Regions from separate parts of the Mus musculus genome. Here all the other regions are linked to region 1. The links are chromatin contacts, called in public Hi-C maps. All regions are on one chromosome and are shown on one strand. Each heading gives the region's core, a stretch centred on a gene start, on an enhancer-like site or on the middle of the called end of the contact. The rest is flanking DNA. Distances are from core to core; before and after follow the strand shown.

The links. A called contact is a pair of places that touch in the nucleus more often than the background predicts.
Region 2: a Hi-C map of muscle stem cells shows a contact between it and region 1, with 2.6 times the contacts expected there. The contact joins two enhancer-like sites. A contact is called at or near these places in 8 of 484 Hi-C or Micro-C datasets (embryonic stem cells, muscle stem cells, nephron progenitors and 1 more) and 1 of 9 other capture datasets (embryonic stem cells).
Region 3: a contact with region 1 is called in a Hi-C map of the C2C12 cell line, with 3 times the contacts expected there. The contact joins two enhancer-like sites. A contact is called at or near these places in 9 of 484 Hi-C or Micro-C datasets (the C2C12 cell line, embryonic stem cells, liver and 3 more), 4 of 115 datasets of contacts at active chromatin or transcription factors (acute myeloid leukemia, bone marrow-derived dendritic cells, embryonic stem cells and 1 more) and 1 of 9 other capture datasets (embryonic stem cells).

Annotation. Positions count from the first base shown.
Region 1 is chr12:73,022,946-73,027,445 of GRCm38.p6, forward strand. No RefSeq gene overlaps it. Among named protein-coding and RNA genes, the nearest start is that of Gm51264, 21 kb to the right of the region's middle. Within about 2 kb of position 2,731, at least 40 of the 459 cell types and tissues checked have an H3K27ac peak or open chromatin away from gene starts, as enhancers often do. A contact at or near this core is called in the C2C12 cell line and muscle stem cells, where this site is marked.
Region 2 is chr12:73,226,931-73,231,430 of GRCm38.p6, forward strand. The region is part of intron 7 of Mnat1 (menage a trois 1); the gene reads left to right. Among named protein-coding and RNA genes, the nearest start is that of Trmt5, 58 kb to the right of the region's middle. Within about 2 kb of position 2,616, at least 24 of the 459 cell types and tissues checked have an H3K27ac peak or open chromatin away from gene starts, as enhancers often do. A contact at or near this core is called in muscle stem cells, where this site is marked.
Region 3 is chr12:73,199,550-73,204,049 of GRCm38.p6, forward strand. The region is part of intron 6 of Mnat1 (menage a trois 1); the gene reads left to right. It also overlaps the pseudogene Gm51250. Among named protein-coding and RNA genes, the nearest start is that of Gm23910, 56 kb to the left of the region's middle. Within about 2 kb of position 2,197, at least 124 of the 459 cell types and tissues checked have an H3K27ac peak or open chromatin away from gene starts, as enhancers often do. A contact at or near this core is called in the C2C12 cell line and muscle stem cells, where this site is marked.

The DNA of each region.
Region 1 (4,500 bases), core at 1,481-3,980:
GTTGATTTTCTCTTCACTGTAACCAAATGGATGACAAAAAGCAATGTAGTGGAGAACCAATTCATTTAGCTCACAGTTGGAGTGCATGCAGCCTGTGGTGCCAGGGAACTCTTGCTCCCTGTTCACACCTCTACAGAGAGACCAAGGGCACTCAAGAAGCTGGGAGAGACTCTAGAGCCCCAAGGTCTACCCTGAGCAACCCGCTTCTTCTAAAGAAGCTGTACTTACAGTCCCAGACCTCCCCAAACAGCGCTACCCAGCTATGCACCAAGTCCTCAAACTAAGCCTGTTGGGGTCATGCCATTCAAGTCCCAACAGACCGTGGGTATGAATCTTGCATGATTACCATTGCTGTTGATACAGTGCTTACTGCAAGTCATTATTATTATTTTCATCATCATTATTATTTTCACTATTATTATTATTGCCATTTTGAGGTTGTTTGCTCAGGATCACAGGCAGTACATTACAAAGTGAGAATGTGAATTCATGCCTATATGATTTCAAACCTTCGAATCATAGCCAGTAAACGGTGCTGTCGAATGACTAAACCATGGAAATTGGCTCCCTTTATTGAAGGACCGCACTAGAATAGTCTTCGGGACACAGAAACCATCTCTTTCTTTTTCTTACAAATCCACATATACATATGAACAAAGGCATCCCCACCCATCTTGTGGGTAAAAATGACCTTTTATCTATTTGACCAAAGTATGTTATCTTAATGGTCCTAAAATTGCATCCTTCTCGAGAGAAGAGAGCAAAGAACTAAAATTACCGGGATGAGCCAGAACGTCAGCATTGCGCCAGTGTGGTCACACCATAGGATGGAGAGCCAAGCCTTTATCCTGGACTACCCAGCACCAGTGACATAACACAGAGCCAGCCATCGTCCAGGAATATAGCTCCCAGTGATCCTGACACATGGCATTAAAAGAGAGCTCCTCTGGACAGAGCCTTCGTAAGGCCGGGTGATTGTGGGTATTTGTGATACGCTCTTCCAAGTTCATCTATCAGGTTGACCCTACTCCTGTGCCTTTGCTCAAACCACTCAGAAGTTCATAGGAGAAACTGTGTTAATAAGCCCCTGAAACCTCATTCCTAGTTTTTCCCAGTGCATTGATTTAAATATTTTGGGTTTCTTACTTTCAAGATTTCTCCTTGTGTCTATATATCAAGCTATAATTTATTGAGTACCTACTATAGGTCAAACAGTATGCTTATATGCCACATAATTAGATATTTTTTAATTTATTTTTGTTGCACTGGGAATTGAACCTAGGGCCTCTTGCCTGTTAGGTAAGAACTCTATCTCAGTCCTCTTTTTATTCTCTATTTTGAGACAGAGTCTCTCAGCAAGTTGCTAGAGTAGGCTTTGAGTTTGAGGTCCTTCCTCAGTACCCCAAGTAGCCAGGATTATAAGCCTGTACCACCAGGCCCCATCATTCCTCGAACATCAACTCATCTAGACCAGGCACTGGAACCCAGGATGAAGGTCAGAGTATCCATGTATCAAATGAGAGGGAAACTCCATGCATATTTTAAGTAACTTCTCCCCAAAACATAACATTTTTTCTATTGCTAAAGCCAGCAAACCAAGTGCAAAAAGCTTGTACCTTTGCCACTGACATAAGTTGCAGATATATTCAAGTCACATTATATATTTTTAATATATATTTCTTTCATGTACATGAGTAACACTGTAGCTGTCTTCAGACATACCAGAAGAGGGCATTAGATCCCATTACAGATGTTTGTGAGCCACCATGTGGTTGCTGGAAATTGAACTCAGGACTCCTAGAAGAGCAGCCAGTGCTCTTAAACTCTGAGCCATCACTCTAGACCCACATTATAGTTGTTTAAAAACTATCTCAAAACATTATTTATGCCTATCACTCTCTTAAAGTAACCTTTTTAAAAGATTTATTTATTTATTTATTTATTTATTTATTTATTTATTATAAGTACACTGTAGCTGTCTTCAGATGCACCAGAAGAGGGCGTCAGATCTTATCACGGGTGGTTGTGAGCCACCATGTGGTTGCTGGGAATTGAACTCAGGACCTCTGGAAGAGCAATCAGTGCTCTTACCCACTGAGCCATCTCTCCAGCCCCTTAAAATAATTCTTAATGCTTATTAATCCAACCAGTATTATTCAAATCTAATTGTGCTGGGCAGGGGTGGGGGATACCTTGACTCTCAGCATTCAGAAGGCAGAAGCAGGCAGATCTCTGAGTTCAAGGACAGCTTGGTCTACAGAGTGAGTTCCAGAACAGCCAGGGCTGCTCAGAGAAACCCTGTCTTGGGAAAAAAAAAATCTAGTTGTAATCAAGAAGACATCATATATTAATATGCCACAAATTTAGTAATTTTGATAAGTATTGCACTCTATAGTTGGTTCCAGTGGTTTAAAGCTAAAAGATCACTCTGAGAAATCTCTAGATTGCAAAACTGCCCGATGTACCCAACACATGAAATGGAACCGGAACCTATAGTCAGGATCAATAACAACCCCCTCCCCACCACGGTAGAAATTTGTATGTGACTCCATTCTAGCCATGGAGACATGAAAAGTCTGCTAGAGAGGGGAGTTCTGGAACGGCTTCTTCCCTCAGGAGAGCACACAAGGAAGAGCAAGATTTTTTTGTCCCTCTGGATGCAGCTGTAACCCGATGCAGTGCCTGGAACTGCTTCAGCAGGCTTGCAGCCAACCTGAGGATGACATCAACACAGAGAACATCTTAGGCTTCAGCAGACTGCCTGACGGGTAACAGCGAGAGCCAGCTCCCTGTCCTATCTAGTTTGGATTATGGTTTCAGGATCGCCTCTACCCGGAGCTGCTATACTTAGACCTTAGAGAAAAGGCCGTTCTGGGAGGTTAACCCTTCAACTGGGGCAGGAGAGAGCAGAGTGATCACAAGAGTTAGAGGACACGTGGGCCTGTAAAGTCCTCGTGGAGTGGAGGACTTCAACCTATTTAAAGCACTTGTAGAAAGTTTGGCAGGCATGGTGATGTGCACCTTTAATTGAAGCAAAGGCAGGCAGGTCTCGGTGAGTTCAAGGCCAGCCTGTTCTCACTGGGCTCAAGTGGAGCATGAAATAAGATAAGAAAGAGATCATACGGGCTGGAGAGATGGCTCAGCGGTTAAGAGCACTGACTGCTCTTCCGAAGGTCCTGAGTTCAAATCCCAGCAACCACATGGTGGCTCACAACCATCCTTAACAAGATCTGGTGCCCTCTTCTGGAGTGTCTGAAGACAGCTACAGTGTACTTTCATTAAATAAATAAATAAATAAATAAATAAATAAATAAATAAATCTTAAAAAAAAGAAAAAATATTTAAAAAAAAAAGAAAGAAAGAAAGAAAGAGATCATACAATACCTTCTGAGAAGTTTACCCCTAATTCTAATGTAAAGGGAAGTTACTGGGAAACTTAAAGGAAGTTAGTATGACCCAAGGCATAATATGGTCCATGGCTCATCCTGACTCTTCTGTGTGGAGTTTACACTGGAAAGGGGAAATATAACAGTGGGGGAGACACAAATGGGTATTGCAGGAATCCAGATAAGCCACAAGACATGTTCCCATAATCCACTGGGTCTTGTGTCTCCAAATGTTACTCTTTCGTCCATTCAGAAAGCCCTGGTGAGGGACTGCCTGGGAGCTGGGTACTGAGCTGGGAACGACTCCTACCAAACTGAATAAAACGCAGCTTCCATATCACTGGTGCCTGTTTCCTCTATCTTCCTTCAGGTGCCACCCATAATGTATAGCTTAATGTGAATGAAGAAAGACAGGAATGCAAAGGGAAATTGTATTCTATAGAAACAGCAATAAAAGAATGGTCAGTAAGACTTCAGCCAGCTATGGTGGTACAAACCTGTAATCCCAGGGCTTTGGAGTTAGAAGACAACTGATTATATGCTAGAGGCCAGCCTGGGCTACTGGGAATATATATAGATTGGTTTTTCAAGACAGAGTTTTTCTATATGACAGAGCCCTGTCCTGGACTCTATTTGCAGACCAGGCTGGCCTCAAACTCATAGAGACCTGCCAGTCTCTGCCTCCCAAGTGCTGGATTTAAAGGCATGCACCACCACACCCAGCTTAAATAATTAAAAAAAAGAAAAAAAAAAAAAAGGCCAAACACCAGAGCACTCAGGAGACAGAGGCAAGTGGATCTGTTTCAGGACAGCCTTTGTAGAGAGACCACGTCTTGAAGAAAAAAAAAAAAAAACAAAAGAAAGAGAGAGAAAGGGAGGGAGGGAGGAGAGAGAGAGGAGGGAAAGGAAGGAAGGCAAGGCAAGGCAAGGCAAGGCAAGGCAAGGCAAGGCAAGGCAAAGGAAGGCAAGGCAAGGCAAAGGAAGGCAAGGCAAGGCAAAGGAAGGCAAGGCAAGGCAAAGGAAGGCAAAGGAAGGCAGGGCAAGGCAAGGCAAGGCAAGACTGGGGACATGAGACTGATCACCCTCCTCCAGGTCCTCCCTGGGGACCAGGTTC
Region 2 (4,500 bases), core at 1,366-3,865, 200 kb after region 1:
ATGTGGTATGAAACCAGAATTCCAAATATACAAATAATAATGTCTAGCTTTTACTACTATCTTTTACTCCTTTTGTGATATCAAAATTTGGTACATTGTAAATTATAAATTGCTTTTAATATGTCTCAAGAGATGACTGCCATCTTCTCTATAATCATAAGAGACTCATATTTAGGTTCATGAGCATCAGTTAAAAAGGACCAATCCAATTAATTGTTCACTTTATATGGTTTTCTTTATTCCAGAATTCTGCATGTACATACACTTGCTTATAGCATCTAGAAATGATATCAAGTTCTTATAGTAAATGTTGATATATATTCCTTTAACAGGGTATACGATTGCCCTTCTTGTTCCCAATTTTTGTGGAATGACAGCCATCCTGGACTGTGGTGGTCACTGGGCAGGCAGTCTAGCCAAGCAGTGAGTTTCAGGTCATTGAGAGACCTTTTCTCAAAAAGTAACACAGGACAGTTTTTTGTGTGTCCTTTTATTTGGTACAGCATGGATTTTTGTTGTTGTTGTGTGTTTTGTTGGTTTTGTTTGTTGTTTTGGTTTGGGGGGATGTTTTAATTTGTTTTCTTCATTTTGGGGGATTTTGTAGTATTGCGTTCTTGTTCATTTTTTGAGAAAGATCTTAAGTTGGGTAGATAGGGAGGGGAAGAGGACCTGGAAGAACTTGGGTGAGGGGAAGAATATGATCAAAATATATTTAAATTAAAATTTGTCTTAAATAGCAAATAAAATAAAAAGAAGGCATATTTGAGAAATACTTCAACCATACAGAATCCAAGTTAACAAGCTCCTTTTGTGTGTCAAGAAATACTGTAATGCCTTAATAGATATGCAGGCATTAAACATCACAACTACGCTAAGGGAGTAGGCTCACTTTGTAGTTACAGTAGCTAAACATTTATTCTAGCATTCTTTTATAAATCAAAATGGGTTTTGTTTTTTATATAACTTTAAGTGTTAAGCAGAGTAATACTTAGAGTCATATAAATAACTTGGTAAAGCAATTAGATGAGTTAAATGTATGGGTGTATGTCAGCCTATCAGTCTATTATCTATCTATCTATCTATCTATCTATAGTATAAACTCATATCTAAATATTATCTGAATCAAAGCTTAAAGCTGTTATGATTTTATTACCACAGTGACCTAAAACAGTGTTGTTATAGCAAAATACTGTGTGTTGCCCTCTTGTAAGAGTGTACACACTGTTATGTTAAAATAGAGATTTACCTTTCCTGGAAAAAAAATATGGTGGTGAATGGTAGAACAAGGTCCCTAGTGTTGACTTTTGACCTCCACATGCGCACATACAGTTAAATGCATCCATAAACATGTGCATAGACATGCATATAAAACACACATTATTAGTAATTAACTACATTTTTAGCTTGAGAAGATTCGCCTGGGTGAATCTATCTGAGGTGTTTACTTACATGATTCTTGTTATTCCTATAACTATACCTGCACAGACTCCCCTCACCCCTTTGTGTGTGTGGCTTACTTATTAATAGTGAGCTGAGAACAAGGTTCCGAGTTAAGCATATTTTCTGAAAGCTTAAATGAGACTGAAGCCAGTATGCTTTAATGTATTTATACCACCTAGCGAAGGTGTGCATAACTGGGCTATAACTTTTTTAAGGAAACTGAGAATTGGTATAATTGTTGTGATTCATTTAACTATTGCGTAATCTTTCAAGTGAGTCTATCACATTGTGATCCTTATTGTTTTGCTGTCTTTTTTGTTTTAGCATTGTGAGAAATAATTGAATCAATTTCTAAGATGATAAAGCATGTTCAATCTATAGTAAAAATCAAGTTACAAGGATGTCATAATGTTTCCTTATATAAATGAAAAGATCCAGTCAACCTACATGTGAGTTCAAGATAGAATGAATTTGATTTTCTTTGAAACAGCTTTGAGTAGCTTTACAAAACATAACGGAACATAGCGTAACATAACCTATCATATCCTATCTTTACCCGCATGATGAAAGGCTAGGGACGGTGAGCTTTTGTGAGCATAGCCAAGATAACAAGCGGCCTGTAGACTTGGAAAGTTCCCTGCTCTGACTTGTGCTTTTTCCTTCTGACCTCTCAGTTTCCCACCAGGAAGACCCAGCACTGTGCTTTCTGAATTATACATTCATTTACACCTCTAGCATTGTGCAGATAAAGTAAATAATAGATGCTTTTCTTTCAGTCTCACTTGTATGAGTCAGTATAGTGTACTTAGACAGTCATCAGTGATTCATTAGTTTGTATTGCAAAGTAGCTTCCCATGTTTGTATGGACCACAGCTTGTCCCCTTACCTGGTGATGAGGATTTGAGTTGTTTCCAAATTTCTCTGGTCTTTTGAATAAGTCTTATAGGAATATTTCTATCAGAATATGCATATTTGCTTTCTTTACTTTGGAGTGAATATCTAAGAGTAAAAGAATTTTGTCATTTATAGCTATTTATTTAAGTTCTTAAGAAACTCACAGCCGTTTTCCAAAGGGGTTACATCGTTTTATGTTCATTCTCCCCTTTGTAGTCTTCCAGGTCCAGTGACCTCACTCATTGGCACTTGTTGCAGTCAGTCTTTTTAAAATTTTAGCTATTTTCATAGGTGTGTGATGGTACCGTGTTTATAGGTTTGTTTTCCTAGTGACTGGTGGCACTGACATGTAGGCTGAGTGGATCTCTTCATTTGCTCTGCTGCTTTTCTTGCTTTCGTTTTTGTTTTCTCTCTGATGAAGTGTTTGCTCAGATTTTTTGTTCATTTTTTTTGTTGGGTGGGTTTTTTTTTTGTCTATTCTACATTTAATATGCCTGATATGATTGGCAAGCATACCTTCTCAGTCTGTGGCTTATCCTTTCAATTCCTAAGTGTTCTTAAAGTAGTATGAATTTTCTTTTTTGTCTAGTCCATTTTCCGCAGTTTTTTTTCCTTTTATGACTTATGCTTTAGGTGTTCTAGCTATGAAATTTTTACCTGAATCAAAGTCAAAATAATTTCTCATGGGTTTTCTTTTAGACACTTTATTGTTGTCTTGGGTGTAATATCATTAGGTCTGTGGTTCTTTTGCAGTTCGTTTTTTATTGGTGAGAGTTAGCTCTGGCTCCTCTCAGTGGCATAAGGAGATTGAGGAGATTTATATGGTGGAACTGAAGCACATCTGTGCCGTAATGAGAAGTGAGCTGACTACACACACACACACACACACACACGTACATGTGTGTCTTTGATGCCGTGCTTTATTTGCTGACAGCACTGGAATTATGGTGTACTGAATACTTTGGTTTTATAGTAAGTGTGAATATGACAGCAGTCCTCTTATTGGGGGAGGGTAGGTTTTATTTGTTCAGCTTCTTCATATAGTTATGCAAACTACTACAAAAAATCTGCTAGAATTAAACAATAAACACAGGCCTTTTATAGGTGTGGTGGTTCATGCCTGACACCCCAGGAGGTAGAAATAGAAGGAATTAGTGTAGAATGAGTCAGATGCTAGCTTGGGCCAGAACATGAGACTGTCTTTTCCCACCTTCCCAGAGTGATTACATTAGAGCAGCTTTGGAGTTTTAAAGTTAATATTGAGAGCATACACATAGCCTACCTCACTTCCCACTAACAGCTAGCATTGGTATAGTATATTTGTTAGAATTACCGTTATTGTTAACTAAAATTTCTACTTCCTTTAGATTTCCTTAGTTTTACCTAATATTTTTTCTGTTCCAGGTTCTTTTCGAAGGTCCTGCAATACATTTAGTAGCCTTTCTCCTGGGATCTTCTTGGCTTTGACAATGCTTTAGAGTTACATATGCCTGATGACCCTGACTATCTGGAGTATAGCATGCCTGTATTTTGCAGAGTGTCCATTTATAGGCATTTATCTGCTTTACCCTTCATAATGAGGTCAGAGTATACATGTTCATGAGGCATACCATAGAAATCAGTTAGCATTTTTCTCACATGAAGAAAAAAAATACACACACACACACACACACACACACACAGAATTTTCTGGGTGTTGAGGCACACATCTTTAATCCTAGCCTTTGGGAGGCAGAAGCAGACAGATCTCTGTGAGTTCCAGGACAGCCAGAGCTACATATTCAGACCCTGTCTCAAGGAAAACCAAAAAGCGGGGGGGGGGGGGGTATATATTGTCAATAGGACATCATTACATTTGGTGTCAACCTTGATCAGCAGGCTGAGGATTTTCTCTTCTGTGAAATTATTCTCACCTCCTCCTCCCAGGCTTCAGGAGTGGGGAGTCATTCTCCGATTTCTTGGTGGTACAGTATCTATATTACTTGGAATTGTGTGTGCATATGTGTTGTATGCTCATGTCTCTGTGTGGAGGCCAGAGGTTAGTCTGTCTTTCTCAGTGATTCTTCACCTTATCTTTTGAGGCAGAGTCTCTCACCAAGCCTGGAACTCACTGATTGAGCTCAACCAGCTTGCTCTGTGTATATTCTTGACTCTGCCTCCCAAGTG
Region 3 (4,500 bases), core at 947-3,446, 180 kb after region 1:
ACTGTGAACGATAGGCAGGCAAAGGCAAGAAAAGAGGGGGGTGGCAGATGGCGGGGGAATAAAACAGTAAAGTTCTGCGGCCTTGTTTGTTTTGGCTAGTTCTTGTCCTAAGCACATGGAAATACTTTGCACATTTGAGAATTTTGAGCTTCTACCGTAAATCACTCATATAACAGAAACACAATTAAATTATTCTGTTGGGACTTTTCGTTTGTGGTGCTTCCTTTGTCATAAGTAAATAATTTTCTTCTTTCAAATCATATTCTTGATAATATATTTGGAGCATCAAAAGCACAGATTTAAATTGGGTAGTACAGCTAATATAAATAATGATTTATTTATCTAACATTTCCTTGTTATTCATAGTTTTTTGCTATAAAAATAAATGTTATTACTGGGAAGAGACTTAATATATTTACTAAAAGTCAATGTAATGAATTGTTTACAACTACCTGTGTTCCTAGATTTCATGTATATTAATTGGTATAATAAGTTTTAAGACTAGAAACCATGTTCTAGTGTTGAGTGCATTTGCATGTATATATGCAATATGGGCATTATTAATCACCCCACTTGTTATTGATGTGTTCACTAAGTACAAGATATAGGGGGAAGGCAGAGTGAAAGTACAAGCCTGCACGTTATTTGTTTAGCTATGTTTTATTTTAGCAGTGTGTCTCTTGTGTCGAACAGGTTAAGCATGAGAGAGATCAGCCAAGACTGGATCCAGGACCATCCCTTTCTGAACAAGTCTATTGTGCATGGTAGTAGGTCCTGCATTGCTGTGCTGTGCATGGTAGTAGGTCCTGCATTGCTGTGCTGCACACAGCTCTTTTGAATGAAGATTATTGGCATTGATAAGGCTTTGTAAAATAATTTTTTAAATTCCAAATTACTAATTTTAGTTTAGGGATTATAGCTGCAGATGTAATTACAATTTCTGATACAAGCTCAGTGTTCCTGGAAATGGTAAGTGATTACACTTCTTCTTGGCTATTTCAAGTTCTAGAAGAGTTCCACTACCCTTTCCTCAAAGGTTGTCAAGCTAGTTCCTTGTGTCCTACATGGTAACGAATTGTACATTTCTCATAGGAGCATCTGTGTTGGGAATGAGAAGTAGTAGAGAATAATTAGTCTCATTTTTTTTTTTTAGTCGGATAGTACAAGCAGTAGAACCTGAACCCCCATTTATAGAAGACAGAGTTGTGATGGCCATACGGCTTCACAGTCACATTGTGCGGGTTCAGATTCTGGCGCTGTGACTTAAAGCCTATGGGACCTGACAGATAACCTTGGTCATCTTTACACTGTACCTTGCAGTGTGCTGTTCATAGGATCCTTTCCATATCTTATTTGGCATTACTGTGTTGGAGGATTAAACCTCTTAGTCCTGTGTTTTGAATGTCTGAAGAAGTGTTTCAGAGTGTAGATAGTCTAAAATGAGCTGGACTCAGAGATGAAAGAATGTAATCTTAACATTGCTGTATTTGAAGCACTTTTCAAACCCAATGGTAACTACTGCTAATATTTGTATATCATGCTAACTTAGTGATAAATTATGTAAACTGTACATATTCTAAAATACCTATTTAGATCTTCTGCAGTGTTCTTGTCTGTACCTGAAATTTATGTTTTTGAAGTCTTTATAACAGCAGACTTAAAAAAAAAAGGCTAGTGTTTGATTGATGCCTCCACATGACCTGTTGATCTGTAACATGATGGAAAATGCTTTTGTTAACAGTGCTAATTGATACAAGTGAGTTAGTTACATTCATGATTTAAGTAAAAGATGTACAAAATTTAAAAAAATGGTTATAGAATCTTAAGCTTTTTAGAGAATGGAGGGAAGGGAGAACCTTTTGTTCTAAGTTGTAAATAGATTAACAGTGTCACAATCTTTTATAAACTATTAGTGAGTTTATAAGTCATTAAATGATATAAAATAACATTTTATAGATAATTGGAATTGTAAAAGTAAGTCTGTTACTTAATTTTTTCTGGAATTTTCTGCTAAGAAGATATGGTCTGGTTAAATTCATAATGAGACTAACTGCAGTCTGGCAATCCTTTAGAATTGCTGAAAACAAAAAAACAAAACAAAACAAAAAAAAAACCCCAAGAATGCAAAGTATGTCAGCGCCTCAGATGACCTCAGGGTTTAGAAATAGCCTTGTTTTCTTGAGTGAAATACTAGAGTTAGAGAGGCTGCATAAGCCTTCCTTCTCTTGTCCTCTGTGGCAGTGTTCACTGATGCCAAAGCAAGGACACGTGTCTCTGCTGTCAGAATCATGTCTTATGAAACAGGAAGTCTAGGTCTGCTTTTCTGAGACACTGTGGTTTTATGCCTTAATTAGATATGGAGAATTTTGTCTGTGTAACGTAGATTTTTGTCTCTGACTGTTGAAGGGAATTTTTGTTTTGTTTTGTAGTCTGGTGCTTTCAATTGCTAGGTCTGAAAATGTACTTAGAAGATTTGTTTAGAGACAAAGAGAGGCACATCTGTAGACTTGAGTGCTTTGCTGGTAGGTTGTGAGTCTTTAGCCATGCACAAAGACAGATGAGAGAATCAAATAAATAATAAATAAATCAAATAAATAGAAGAGAGATCATTAAAGAGAGAATCAAAAATTGAGAGGTTAGTAAGATTGTAGACGATCTTTCCTAGCCTGTCAAGTTCTGAGAGTCCTTGGAGTTTGTTATTTCTAGGCCCTGAGTTAGCCCTGGTTTTCTGTACTCTTCCAAGTTCTCATCTCAGGGAGCCTGATTCTGCTTTCATTAAGCCATGCTGAAGAAATGGTAGTGTTCTGTGTTAGTCTTTTTCTTTTTTTAAAAGGAAATTATGAGGATAAAATATATAAAGATAATTTCTATTGGTAATTAGAATACACAAATTTGAAGAAAGACACAATAAGTAAATAATCCTTAGTCTGTTTTAAAAAGAACTATTTTATATATTGCTTAAGAAAAATCATTTTATAAATGTTTTTTAAAAAATATCAATAATGAAGTAACTAAACCTAGGTGTTTATCAAATAAAACCATACAATTCCATTTCTCCCTTTTTTTTTTTTTTTGTTAAGAAAATTTTTGTGGTTTTATTGTATCATGAGGCATTGAAACATCTGAACAAATCAATATCTGGGCGGTTGGTGAGGCAGCTGCTTTCTCCTTAACTTCTTTGAGTTACTAGAGCAACTTGTCAGTAGATTAAAAAACAAAACAAAATAAAAAATAAAACAAAAACAAAACCCGACCATCGTTTGCATTACTTAAGTCTTTCCAAGGCATGCGCTGGTACAACACAAACTTCCTGTCAGATGCTACTAGTCTAGCATCCAAACATCATGCACAACACCGTGGTGACAGAAGTGCCCTGCACCCGCTCCCGCCTCGGCCCTGCTCGTTTGTGTATGATATTTGGAGCATGCTGATGATGCAGCTATCTGGTGTAGGCTGGTGGTCCTGCGCCGTGATGCTATGCTGAATTTTCTGGAACGGAAGGCTAGATAGCTTCTTCACAATGGCAGCTTTCCCCTGGAACTGCTGTCCTTCCCACGTAAGGCATGATGCATCAATATAAATTGTGCCTAGTTGGGTTCTGTCGTTATCAAATAACTGGTAGTAATGCTGAATAAAGCTGGATCCAGTCTGCTCCCAAACTGGCTTGTCTCCCATCCTGGAGTCACCCACCTCTGAGACCCGTGGGGCTGGCACGATGGCGGCAGCGGCGGCGGCAACCCCCCATTTCTCCCTCTTATATCTTCTTGAAGTCAGGAAGTTTTTCTTGTGGCACATTGAGGTTGTGGCTTAAGATCAGGGAGCATAATAGGATTCATAGTGGCAGGAGGAATTGGAGGATCTAGGGCTACCCCGTTGTAGGGACATACAGGGCCTAAGAAAGGCATTAGGTTCTAGATTGGGACTGCAGAGGACAAAATGAAAAAAAGAAATCAAAAGTTTGAGCATTTGAAAGCCTTGCCTGAGTACCAGCCATGCTCCTAAGAAAGAGAAAGCAAAGTTTTCTTTGATTTCCCTCTGTATTTTGCCCAGAGCCCAAGACAAAATTAAAGATAATTAATGTACTTTATATGTTGTCAGTCTGGGATCACACTATCTACCATTAATAATGTTCCTTCTACAGGAAGATAGTTTGAATGTCATTATAAACAGATCCCACCCCTTTTTGCCTTTTTTTTGGGAGGGAGGAAGGAAGGGAGGGATGATAGGTTTTTGCTAAGCTGTCTAGGCTGTCTAGGCAGTTTGTAACCCTGACTGTCTTTAAACTATCTATGCTCTCACCTCACCTCTGCACTGGAAATATTATGAGCCTGTAACACCATGTCAGGCTAGTCTACAAAACATTCTATAAAGGTTGCATTAGATATATTGATGATTGTCTGCAGTGATTGTATGTGTTTGGATATTGAATGACAATATGGCATGAAAGACCCTCCTCCTCATGATGATGATGATGATGTAGCACTGATAATAAAGGGTATT